Regions from separate parts of the Mus musculus genome. Here regions 1, 2 and 3 are each linked to region 4. Evidence: chromatin contacts called from public Hi-C and promoter capture Hi-C data. All regions are on one chromosome and are shown on one strand. Each heading gives the region's core, a stretch centred on a gene start, on an enhancer-like site or on the middle of the called end of the contact. The rest is flanking DNA. Distances are from core to core; before and after follow the strand shown. Region 1 overlaps Phc2 (polyhomeotic 2). Region 2 holds the start of Spocd1 (SPOC domain-containing protein 1). Region 3 holds the start of A3galt2 (alpha 1,3-galactosyltransferase 2 (isoglobotriaosylceramide synthase)). Region 4 holds the start of Sync (syncoilin).

Evidence for each region. Promoter capture Hi-C pulls out the DNA fragments that hold promoters and counts their contacts. Hi-C and Micro-C count contacts between places; a contact is called where the count stands out from the background.
Region 1: a Hi-C map of embryonic stem cells shows a contact between it and region 4, with 2.5 times the contacts expected there. The contact joins the enhancer-like site here to the promoter of Sync in region 4. A contact is called at or near these places in 1 of 39 promoter capture datasets (embryonic stem cells), 1 of 484 Hi-C or Micro-C datasets (embryonic stem cells) and 1 of 115 datasets of contacts at active chromatin or transcription factors (pancreatic cancer cells).
Region 2: a promoter capture Hi-C map of pre-B cells shows a contact between it and region 4, with 2.3 times the contacts expected there. The contact joins the promoter of Spocd1 here to the promoter of Sync in region 4. A contact is called at or near these places in 1 of 39 promoter capture datasets (pre-B cells) and 1 of 115 datasets of contacts at active chromatin or transcription factors (pancreatic cancer cells).
Region 3: a promoter capture Hi-C map of liver shows a contact between it and region 4, with 2.6 times the contacts expected there. The contact joins the promoter of A3galt2 here to the promoter of Sync in region 4. A contact is called at or near these places in 4 of 39 promoter capture datasets (hematopoietic stem and progenitor cells, hippocampal neurons, liver and 1 more) and 1 of 115 datasets of contacts at active chromatin or transcription factors (pancreatic cancer cells).

Annotation. Positions count from the first base shown.
Region 1 is chr4:128,714,500-128,717,479 of GRCm38.p6, reverse strand. All of the region lies in intron 7 of Phc2 (polyhomeotic 2), which reads right to left. Among named protein-coding and RNA genes, the nearest start is that of Gm33712, 12 kb to the left of the region's middle. RefSeq lists an enhancer at 465-2,980. Within about 2 kb of position 1,454, at least 118 of the 459 cell types and tissues checked have an H3K27ac peak or open chromatin away from gene starts, as enhancers often do. A contact at or near this core is called in embryonic stem cells, where this site is marked.
Region 2 is chr4:129,927,474-129,930,305 of GRCm38.p6, reverse strand. It overlaps Spocd1 (SPOC domain-containing protein 1), which reads right to left and starts at 1,539. Exons shown (of 15, transcript XM_017320505.1): 1 at 1,508-1,539; 2 at 103-1,057. The coding sequence starts at 1,509.
Region 3 is chr4:128,757,498-128,760,531 of GRCm38.p6, reverse strand. It overlaps A3galt2 (alpha 1,3-galactosyltransferase 2 (isoglobotriaosylceramide synthase)), which reads right to left and starts at 1,274. Exons shown (of 5, transcript NM_001009819.2): 1 at 511-1,274. The coding sequence starts at 623.
Region 4 is chr4:129,286,294-129,289,057 of GRCm38.p6, reverse strand. Sync (syncoilin) reads right to left here and starts at 1,437. Exons shown (of 5, transcript NM_023485.3): 1 at 1,270-1,437. The coding sequence starts at 1,319.

The DNA of each region.
Region 1 (2,980 bases), core at 205-2,704, 570 kb after region 4:
GAACGGAACAGTTGAAGACGTGGAGAAAATGATTGGGAATGGCGGTTGATTTGGAATGCCGGTTCACCGGATGCATCTTCCTTTGTGAGGTGGGAGGAAATGCCTCCGTGAGATCCAACTGTAAGGTATTTTCTCAATTAGTGATCAAGGGGGAAAGGCCCCTTGTGGGTGGGACCATCTCTGGGCTGGTAGTCTCAGTTCTATAAGAGAGCAGGCTGAGCAAGCCAGGGGAAGCAAGCCAGTAAAGAACATCCCTCCATGGCCTCTGCATCAGCTCCTGCTTCCTGACCTGCTTGAGTTCCAGTCCTGACTTCCCTGGTGATGAACAGCAGTATGGAAGTGTAAGCCGAATAAACCCTTTCCTCCCCAACGGCTTCTTGGTCCTGATGTTTGTGCAGGAATAGAAACCCTGACTAAGACAGGGTGAAAGGAGAAATTCACACAACTGGTTTTCTCTTTCTTGGCACAAACACAGGCATGTCCGCACATAATGCAGGCACACGTGTATGCACGCATTCACACCCACCTTCGCCGTGAAGGATCCTGGGTAACCCCCCACCCCACCTCCCGCTGATAATTAATGAGTTCTGAGTTTTCCCTAAGCCTAAGAGTTTCGTAATCTAAATCTGGCCCTACACTGCTGGGATAACTTTCAAGGCTGGCTCTACTGTTTTAACAGGAAAATCGCTGGCAATTTCCACCTGCAGCTGGATAGCAGGCTCACCTGCATGCTTAGCTGTTTACTGCATTTTTTTTTTTCCCTAGTGAAAGTGTGACCCATTAATTTAGCAGCTGCTTTGGGAGGAATATACACAGTACTCAAGAATCCTTGAACCAGAAAGCATCACTCTGCCCAGCCTATCACAGATGGAAATCTCTGCCCCCTGACACAAATCCACTCTGTGATAAAACAGCTACGTGGCAGGCCTGCCCTTCAGAAGATTTCCCCTCGGAGTCAAAACCTGAGGCGGTTGAGGAGACTGAACAAAGGCCTGGCATCTGGAGGTCCATCTGAGTGAAAGGGGCCCAGGAGCTTCAGAGACTCTCCAACCCCCTTTTACAACAACACACTCCTCCTGGTCAGCAACTGTCTCCTCACCATCGGGTTGGGCCTGAGTGTTACCCAGAGCCCAGAGTTTATCACCCAGAATGGTGACTCAAAGGACCAAGCCTCTTAGTTGGAGCTATGGTCAGGTTGCCTTAGGTCTTGGCTGTCCCAGAGGCCGGGCCCACAGGACCCTTCTGCCTGCCCTCTTCTGCCTTCTATGATCCAGTCTCCCTAGCCCTAAGAAGGGCAAGGCCAGACCCCTTGCCTTCCCTTCCAAGGCTCAACATCCTAGGCTCCGCTCTCCTGCCCTGCCTCCCCTCCCCCATCCACACTCTTTCAGGGCATAAGGGACCTTTTCTATTTGCACAGCCTAAAGAAGCTGGTTGCCAAGGTGACAGGAGCAGGAACAGCAGGGAGCTTGCCATGGGGGAGGGGCTTTGCCCCCAAACAGCTGTCAGTGGGAGCAGTCCCAGCTGGGGCAGGAGGGCTTGCCTCTCTGGAGGAAACACCCCCAGGGAAGACACATTCCTCTTTGCTGCCCCTGCCCTCCCCCCGCAAGTCTCAACTGCCCACCTTCCTCCTGGGGCAGCCAGCCAGCTTTAAACAAAAATGCTCCCGTAACAAAACAGACTCTCCTCCAGTATACAGCGCTCTCTCACAAGCACAAGCATGCCTGCTCGGCTCTCCCGCCTTCGCCCCTTCCTCATTGACACACAGTGGGCTGGCTGGGCAGAAGGCCAGCCATCACCTCTGCGCCCGAGGAACTGTGCAGTCTGACAGGTGCTGCTTTGCTCTGTTCCCCCCAACCCCCATCAGGTTGAAAGAATTATTTCGGTCTTTTTTTTTGTTCCACAGGCCCAGAGAGGCCCAGTGGCTCCTAAGCCTCCCCCAGCTGCCTTCCTTTTGGGAGGTGAGAGTCGAGGAGTGGAGAGGCTTATGGAGGGGTGGGGGTTGGAGAGAAAGGAAGAATGGGCCAGACAGTGGGAGGCAGGAACAATGCCAAGCCCACTGATCTGCGTCTCTGGGGAGAGGGTCTTTGTATTCCTTAGCACACAGCTGCTCCACGGAAAGTTCTGTGGGGCCACCAGTCTCATCTGCATCACACCCACACTGTCAGGCTCAGCCCCAGGCTCTCAAGCCTGCTGTGGACCTTTCCGGGGCTCAAGAGCTTAGAGAGGTAGCCATTTGGATCTGCAAATCAACATACAGCCTTAGTTAGAACCCCCAGGTTCTCTGAGCATTGGGCTGGGAAGAGGAGAGGCAAGGAGGCCCCAAGTCACTGTAAGAATTGGGAGTGTCCCTTGGCCTGGTTGAGGGTGCAGAGCTGAGGATATGGGGTGTGGAGTTGGGCCCAGCCCCTCACTGACTACCCGTGATTTTGAGGACTGTATGATGCAAGTTCTTGGGGCGATCTCCCTGGGCCTCAGATTTCCCAACTGCCAAACAGAAAGGGCTCTCTCAGAGACAGAAAAACATGGCATGCACAGGATACAGGCTCTCCAACGAAGGATAGACTGCCTGTGGGTATCTTTCTTCTCTCTGTCCATCTTCTTGGAGATCATAGAGATGCCAGCAGCCTTGGAAGCCACTCAAGACCTGCTTTGCTCTGTTTCAAAATCCTTAGAATTTGGGGCTGGTTTCGATCTAGAGAGAAGCTACACTTTGGTCTGGGCAGGATTGAGATTCCCAAGGTACTGGGCCCTGAGATTGCTCCAGTGATAGAACTTAGAAGTGGAGCTTTGGCCCTCCCTTCAAGGCCTGGGGACCCTTGTGGAAAGGGGTTGGAAAGAGTGCTGGAGCCAGAGGTGATGGAGAACGAACGCCAAGGAAACAGTTTTCCAGACACAACAGGGCCAACGCATGGATGAACTCACAGAGACCGTGGCAGCACATATAGGGCCTGTCACTGACGAGAGGGGCAAGTGGACACGG
Region 2 (2,832 bases), core at 290-2,789, 640 kb before region 4:
AGAACAAGTCCGAGAGAAGACGCTCAATAAGAGACACTGGAGTTTACTTCTGTTAAGTGCCACACCCAGCCATCCTACCCTAAACTATCAGCTTCAACTTACCAGTCTGGGAAAATCCTTTTTACTGGCTCCCTCTGCGTGATCCTGGCTTGAGTCATCTGGACTTGTCCAAGGCCGCTTCTTCACATGTGTAGGTCTTCTCTGCTCTAGGGGTGCACCATCGAGCCCACCCAAGGGCTCTGGGGAGCTAGCACAGGAATTGGCTGGGGCAGAAAGTCCTTGTTCCAGCTCCATCCTGGACCCTGACTGGGCCTTGTCCTCTGGCCCCACCGGGTCAGGTGGAGTGCCAGGGCTGCCAACCACAAACGCGGGCTGTACTTCCTGCTGATCTGTAGAATCCTCAGTCAGCACCTCTGGGTACAGTGCTGGACTCTGAAGAGGCTCCTGGGTGACCAGACTAAGGGGCTCGCCTCCAAAGAGCCCTGGGAATTCAAAAAGGTGATCAAGGCTGTCTGGCGCAACCCCATCCTTAGAAAAGAGCATGTTTTCAACCTCGGTTTCTACAGCACATTCCACCCAACTTCCACCTGGCTCTCCAGGCTCAGTGTCCTTAGAAGAAAGAAGCCTTGGGGGACCTGCAAAGGCCTCTGGAGAAGCACACTCGGGAGGGTCCCCATCTGGTCTTTGACCAAACCTCAGGGAAAAACCTGACTTTTCCTCCTCCTGGGGACAGATTCCACACTTCCTGCATTTCCTTCGGAAAGGGGGCAGGACTGGAGATGGGGGCGGGCCCTTTGCACTGAGCCCCTCTTTGCTGAGTGTAGGATCCTCTGGGGAAACCATTCCTTCGACAGTGGTGGCTTGTCTAAAGCTGGGGCTGCTGGCCTCTTCCATTCCTGCTGGCCCCTCTGTACAGACCAGTACTCTATCTGGGAAGTCCAGTGATGTACCACAAAGACTTCTGGAGCTTCCAGTAGCCAAGAAGTCACACAGAGAGTCCTGGAACCTAGACAATGTCCTCTGTCCACCAGCCCTGGCTAAAAACTTGTCAACAGGCCTATGTGGAAAAGAGGGAGGTCTCAGGGAAAGCCTGACTGGGTAGTCCTCCCCGGCTTGCCAACTCACCTCCTAGACATGCTCCCTCCCCCGACCCCCACTCCTCGCACTAGTCTGCAGAAGGGAAGCTATCCAGATAGGGCCACTCCTCTGAGCTTCCCAAGAGCTTTTTTACCCTTTAAGCTTTCTGCTTAAATGAAAAAGGGTAAAAGTCACTACTTATCAGTGACACTGTGAAATGAGGTATCTCGCTTCACCCTAGCTGGTTCAGAGACTGCCCAAAAGCACACAGAGAGCAGAAAAGAGGAGATTCTCCCAGAAATGCAAAAGCCAGCTCCACACGGAGCAGAAATCTCAGCCCTATCTATACCCCACTCCTATAAACAGGACTCTGAATCAAGCCAGTCCCTGAACGCACTAGGACCTCCGACCTAAAGCTCCAACCGCTTACATCTGAGCTGCTACAGCTCCTTCTCCTTCTACTCCTGGGGGGCCGGGGGGGGGGGTTGAGGGAAGAAGCACGTGATGCGGAGAAGATGGTCCTGGATCCAAGGGGTGGGAGGCAGGACCTGGTGGTGCCCAGCAACGGCTCCCTAGGGGTGCTGGCGTTCTTGTCCAGCAGGAGGCGCTCGCTCCCTGCCGAGGGCTTCTGGGAGGAGGTGCCAATCATTCTGCCTCCACGCGACCGGGCGGGGTGCGGGGTGCGTGGGCAAAGGAATCGCAGACCCCCCGGATGCCGAAAGCTGCCTAAGATTGTAAACAGAGTGGAGGAGGTGTCTGAAACCCCTGGGGATTGTTAAACTCAAATCTGATTATTTTTCCTAATTAGATATTTTAATATTGTCTGGCATACAATATATCTAGACACACATGTGCCTTCTAGTCGAATAGAACGTCAAGAAATAGAAAAGTTTAAACTTCCTCTCATTTCTCAACCCTCTACTCTGTGGAACTTTGGGGTTTTTCTTTGTGGTCGATTTTGTTTGCCTGATTTCATAGCTATGGGTGACACTCCCATGCACATATCACTTGGCTCTTAAAATTTAAAAACCAAGTGATATGGCACTTAATAATCCATTAATCTATTAATTATTTATATTTATTGTTAATAGTATAATTAGTTGTTGATTATATATATTATAATTTATGATTAATTAGTTATTGATCCCACATGTGGTGACTTTATTTACTATTCTTTCCCCCCTCCACCCAGTTTTTAGTTTTTGAATATTTTTTAATTTTTAAAAATTGAATGTATTGGGCATGGTGGCCCATACCTTTAATCCCAGCACTCGGGAGGCAGAGGCAAGCGGATTTCTGAGTTCCAGGCCAGCCTCGTCTACAAAGTGAGTTCCAGAACAGCCAGGGCTATACAAGAGAAACCCTGTCTCAAAAAAAAAACGACAAATAAATAAATAAATAAATAAATAAATAAATAAATAAATAAATAGGAGGAGGAGGGAGAAGGAAGGGAAAGAGAGAGAGACAGAGAGAGAGAGAGAGAGAGAGAGAGAGAGAGAGAGAGAGAGAGAGAGAGAGAGAGAGAAGCAAAGTAAAATGTGAAGTCTGCCCAGCACCACCCTCTGCCTTTGAATTCAGAGGCCAGCCTGGGTGTATAAGACCCTGCCCCGAATTAAATAGATACAACAAATAAAATACCAGTTGCAAGGGATTCTGGGAAGCCACTTCCACCTCACCTCTTCCCAAGAGAGCAGGAAGGCACACTGGAATGGGAGAATGGAAGCAATATTTGAAAATATCTTTCATCTAATTAAT
Region 3 (3,034 bases), core at 25-2,524, 530 kb after region 4:
TTTGTCTATAAGCATCTCATCTGTAAGAACAGATACGGGGCCCAGGTACCTGGTGTCACATTTGTTAGCAACACTGGCTGTCTGGGCATCAGTCCTCATGTATGAGATGGAGTAATGAGAATAGCATCCTCAGAGGCTGAGCCTGAACTTGGAATTAATACCAGCCAAGTGACTGGAGCAAGCCTTTGTTGCTCCACTGACTTCAGCTGCTAAAGGCACCGGCCGATGCACCCCGCTCACATGGTCTCTTCCTTCTGATAACTCATATCTCCATTCTCCACCTGCCCACTCCCTGCAATAGTTTCTATGATCTCTTTCAAGAAGGCCACTTACATCAGATTCCCTTATCTCGTGGAGTAGCTCCACAACGTATGTGCCTAGGATTTACTCAATGAGCCCACCTTGCGCTTATGCTCCTGTGGGAAGCACTCTGCACAGGGTGCCTCAGAAGGGTGACTAAGCCAGAAACCTGCAGGCAGCCCTGTCCCTCCCTCTGCCACACTCACTTACCGTGAAAGTCCCCAGGTTGGCTTCCCTGGGCCTCTTTGTCTCTGTCCTTCTTGTTCTCGGCAACTTCCATGTGACCCTGGCCAGCTCACTCCCAACTCTGTCCCCAGAGCCATCTCCTAAGAGACCAACCTCCTTTAACAGTGCCTATGGCAAACCAGAAGCTTAATTCTAGAAGAGGGGGGGATGTATTTAGTAGGCAAATAAATGGAAAAATGTTCACCTCACTAGTAGGCAAAGACATACAAATTAGAACCCACCGGCAGGTTTTGTTTATAAAAAGATCGCCTTAAAAAAAAAAAAGAGCTATGGCAAAAATAGACAGGTTGCCAGCATACAGTGTGAGAAGCCGTCTCCTGGGAACTATCTTGGCCTTTTAGGGAGCTGCTTAGCTTTCGGTACTTGTCCTCTGATGTCCAACAGCCCCAGCCTCTGTCCATCCGTTGGAAGAAGATGCCTTTTTGTATAGAAGATGGCCATACATCAAGATGCTTGCCAAGGTCTGTTCGGCCCTGCTCTTGGTCACATTGTGGCACCAAGCCTTGTGCTGGGTCCAAGACATCAAGGTAAGTGAGATGGAAAGACAAAACCTGTCTTCAGGATGCGGAGTGAAGATTGAGGCAGGTGGAGTAAGAGCAGGGCTCTGCACAGTGAACCCAGAAGAGGAGGCGACACACAAGGAATATGGTTAATGAGCCTGGGAGGGAATGGGAGTGGGCAGGAGGCTTTCAGAGACTTCCTGGAGTTGCTGACCTGTAAGCCAGGCCTCTGAGAACTAAAAGCTATTTAGAAAGCGATGTGGGGGGAGGGCAGCTTCTAACAAGGAAATACCAGTGTACCCTGGGACCTCCTCCCATTAAGGGAAGGTTTTTAATGTTGGGTGGTGATGGGGTGGTGTTGGGGTAATTTTATTTGGAAAAAAAATACGTAGAAGTATTCAGATTGTACTCTGTACGTGGACATAGTGGCTGGGTGGGAGGGCAACACTAGAGATGAGAAACCCAGTTAGGGGCCAGGGATGTTGGGCTGTGAGGCAGAGCATTGGTGGCTGGGTCTAGAGAAATCTATGGAGGGTTAATTGGCAGGGTGTGGCCATTGATGGCAGAGGTATCTGGATCCAAGAGTATCTGGATCCGAGGGCCAAATGGGATCTTTCTGATTAGGGCAAAGCCTGGAGATCAACAGAGTCCTGGAATTCATCAGGAGCACAGGAGGCAGACAGAGGTGCAGGAGGCCAGCCCAGGCATTGAGTGCTAGGTTTGTGCGTGTTAGCTGAGGGCATAGAAGCCAATGTAGGTGGGAAGTGGTATAAAAGAGTGTCGAGGGCCATGATCCTTAGCTGGACAGTAAAGAGTAAAGACGGGTGGAAGCTGAAGAAGCCAAAGGTTTGTAGTTGATGGAGACACAGCTTCTGTTGGCAGCTGCCTGGAAGGTATTTACAGAGTGGGTCTCAAGTCTGGGACAGGCCTTGTTTGAGCTGCTTGTAGACATCTGAAAAGGGCTCCCGTGTCTAGCCAAAAGGAGTGGCTAAATGCACCTGTCATGAAGATGGGGAAAGCTGCTTTCACGGGCACCGGAAATGACAATGGTGGGAACTAAAAACAACACGCATCATTGACAGTCACTGAGCAAGAATAGAAGTACGTCCCATAAAGTGGAGCAAAAGGAACCCCTTAAGGACATGTTACAATCATTATAGGAGGGGTTTTCTGCATCTCCTCAGTGGCTGTGTGTCTGTGTTACATGTATGTGTTCATGTGTATACAGATTCATGCATGTGGAAGTGTGGAAGTGTGTATGTAGTATGAACCAGAGGTCATTCGAATGAAACCCTAAGTTCAATTCCCAGCACTGAAAAAAGGGAGGGGAGGAAGACAGGTGTTTAGAAGGATACCTGGGGTTGACCTCTGGGTAAATGCTTGATGTGCATCTGAGGGTGGAGGTCTGTGTGGCCAGTGAGAGGCGTGGCTGAGGTGTGCGAACCGCGGAGCAGAAACTGGACCAGAACTCCATGGAGAGGCAGGTCTCACTTCCAGGGGGCAGGGCTCTTCTAGTGTGGCCACGGCTGATAGGCACAGCATCCCTGAGAGCTGTATTATCATCTACTGAAGGATGCTAGGACAGCAAAGTCCCCGGGACCAAACGTGATTCGCACACTGAGACATCCACTTTACAGCAGCCACGTTACAAAAGAGACGCAGGTGAAAATTTTTACGGACTTTCATTTATGCTAACATATCCATCCAAAATGTCCTTTGAATATGCAATCAGTGTGAAAATTGATATATTTCCTTGCCTATTTTTTCCAAGTCTAAGTCCTAAGTCTGATTTCTGCTTTCGACTTAACACAGCGTGTTTCGGCAGCTCAGCTGCCACATGTTGCTGCTTGCTGTTATATACAGATTATGGGGGACCCACCAGACTGGTGGTGGTGGTTGTTGAAAAGCTCCAGAGACAGAGGCAGGGCCTGTTAAAACTGCTTTTGACTCAGTGCCCTCTGATTGTCTTCAACGATGCACAGTAAGGC
Region 4 (2,764 bases), core at 188-2,687:
CTGTTTACTTAACAAATGTCTAAACATGCTGCAACTCCATCTCCTTGGTACCGTATCCCAACAATACCAACTTGTGTCTTCAGGACATTCTGAATGGAATGCAGTTTCATCATCAGGAGGAGTGACTTTAAGTTATACAGGTACGTTTGTCCACTGGATGAGAGCGGATGTCCTGAGGACAGGGCTACTTGTGGGGCCCTTGGAAGGCAAGAAGAAAACAACTGAACTTCCAGGGGAAGTTGTGCCCAAGGTCAAGTGGCAGGTCTGTGGTATAGAACCCAGGCCTCCTGAGTTACAGGCTGCCACACCACCCTGGGTACCAGAGGTTGTCCTCGGCTAACTGCCTCTCTACTGAGCTGGCATAGAAGCAGATTACAGGAGGCCAAGCAAGAGAGGGACAGGGCCCAGCTGGGGTCCCTGACCTCAACACCTCTGCCACTCTGTCTCTGTCCCAGAGGACTTGGGCAACTCCTTTATGCTGTCCATCAGACTGTGACTTGGACGTGTGTATTACATGTCATGCAAACAAAGGTTCGTGCCTGGCTTCAAGCTTATTAGTGTGTGTGTAGGGAATACAGGCAAAATGTGTTAAGAACCCAGCTTAGGGTTGTCTTCTCATGTGACAACAGGGTTTACCAGGAAGTATTCCCATAATTTGATACACTGGGAAGTCCCTGGGCCACAATGTGACCTGAGGCAAAATGACTCCACAATCCCCAGTGGTAAAGTTCCAGTGTGGACAGCTGTTGGGCTCAGCCAGGGCCCAGTGCTAGGCCAGGAGAACAACTGCCTCTCTAGGCCACCACCCTGAGCCACACCAGGGAGAGAGAGCTGACCGAACAGACTCAACTTCAAGCTGGCAGGTGCCCAACCCTGCACCAAGTGGCTCAAATGCAGTGAATTCTCAAATGGTTTCTCCCTAGCCCCGCTAACAAGTGAATAAGAAACGGGAAAAATAAGACTTTAAAAAAAAAAAAAAGACCCAAAACTTATACTCTTTAGTCAGTTAGGCCAACTACATTTTGACAGGTTGCTAGCCTGAAAGGATTAATCGCACTCAGCCTGTGGAAGGAGTGACACAGACCCCCGGAGGTGTCAGGTCCCCAAGCCAGGGCCTCCCATCTCCCTTCCCCGGTGGCTCCGCCCCGTGCCACACCCGGGCATGACCACTACCCACAGCCAAGGGAAAAGGGCCGCGGGTCGGGGATGGGAGCCCACCCAGCACCCCCTGTCCTACTGGGCGGCGACACGAGCCCTAGAGGATCCTACCTCGAGGCCCGGGCGCCGTCCCCGCCGCGCAGGGGTTCCGGGCTGGCCATGGCTGCGCGACCCCGGGCTCGCCCGGAGTGTTATTAATAGCCAACGCCGTCGGCGATTGTGCCGGTGCCGGCGCCCGCCGCACTGCCAGCTGCAGCGGACACCAGATCCCGGCGGCCCGGGCGGGACGCGCCCACTTGGCCGGACGATTACCCGCGGGAGGAGGGCGCGGGCCCCGCGGCCCTGGGGGCGGGGAGAGGGTGGGAGGGGATGGGGTGGGGTGGGATGAGGGGGCGGCCCAGCGGCACTTCGCGAACCTTCCTTTCATCTCTCCACCTTTCCTTCTGGCCCTGGTTGCATGGTGAGGAGAGGAGGGGGCTGTTCGGTCCCAGGGGAGCTGCCCCCCGAGTTCAATGAAGGCGGGAGGAAGATTTACTGGTGGGGTACCCAGAGGGATCCAGCGCCCCTCGTGTCGGCGCCTTGCGATCCCCACCCACGCAAGGGCTTGGAGCCGGGTCATCTTCTTGGTGGCCTGCAGCTGTCATGAGGGGGTGGGGCAAGGCGCCTGCTGGAGAGGGGGGGGGGTGGTTAACTGCCACACCCCATGCGTCTGGGGACAGCTGGGGGCCACGGCTGAGGAAGAACGGCTTAAGGCAATAAAGTTGAGTCTGTTTAATTCAGGTTTCTTCCCCTCGCCCTGGAAGGTTTCTTGGGGTCTTCTGAGAGGTCGATTTGTCGCTCCTGCTCAGTCACTTCTGTTGTGTTTCAAGGCACGCACCCACCCCTAAGTCTTCGACCCTCCGGTGTCCTAGTTAGACTTCCACACTGAAGGCACCCTCCCCCTCCCCCCAGGACGAGCTGCTGGACCCCTTCCCAAACCTGAGCCCCAGGCATTCTTTCTCTGAATACTTTTTCCCACTCAGTCCCCGAGTCAGGGAGGGAGGAGGGCTTTGATTCAATCGCAGAAGAATGCTGTGCACCTAGCGGCCAGGGCCAGAAGGCTGTACTCCGTTTAATCAGATCTTAGAGCATCCTATGGGATGGCGAATGAGGACTGATGCCCGGGTGTTGTTGACTGGGTAGCTTGTGCGTTGTGATCCTTGTGCCCACAGCTGGGAACATCTGGCGAAGGTTCTGTGTGTGCAGCAAGAGATGGGTCTAAGGTTGTATCCCCAGTGTGACTTCCTTCCAGTCCTGGTCCTGGGTGGTCGTGTGGAAGTGCAGCTCTATGATGTGAGAGCAGGGTGATTGTGCCAGGTGTGATCATCCTGAGGGGAAGTGGGTGCTGGCTGCAGACTACGGAGCAGGTGTATAACCATGTGTGACTGTATGCCTGACTGGGCTGCCATGTGCCAGTGTGGCAGCTGAGGGGTAGGGGTGGCTGTGGCTGTGCACACTCTGGGAGTGTCTCCCGGAGCTGTGTTTTTTGCATCTTTTTGTAGACTGCAAGAGGGAGGAATCCAAAAGCCCAGAGCAACCCAATATACCCATGTAAGGTCTATAGAAG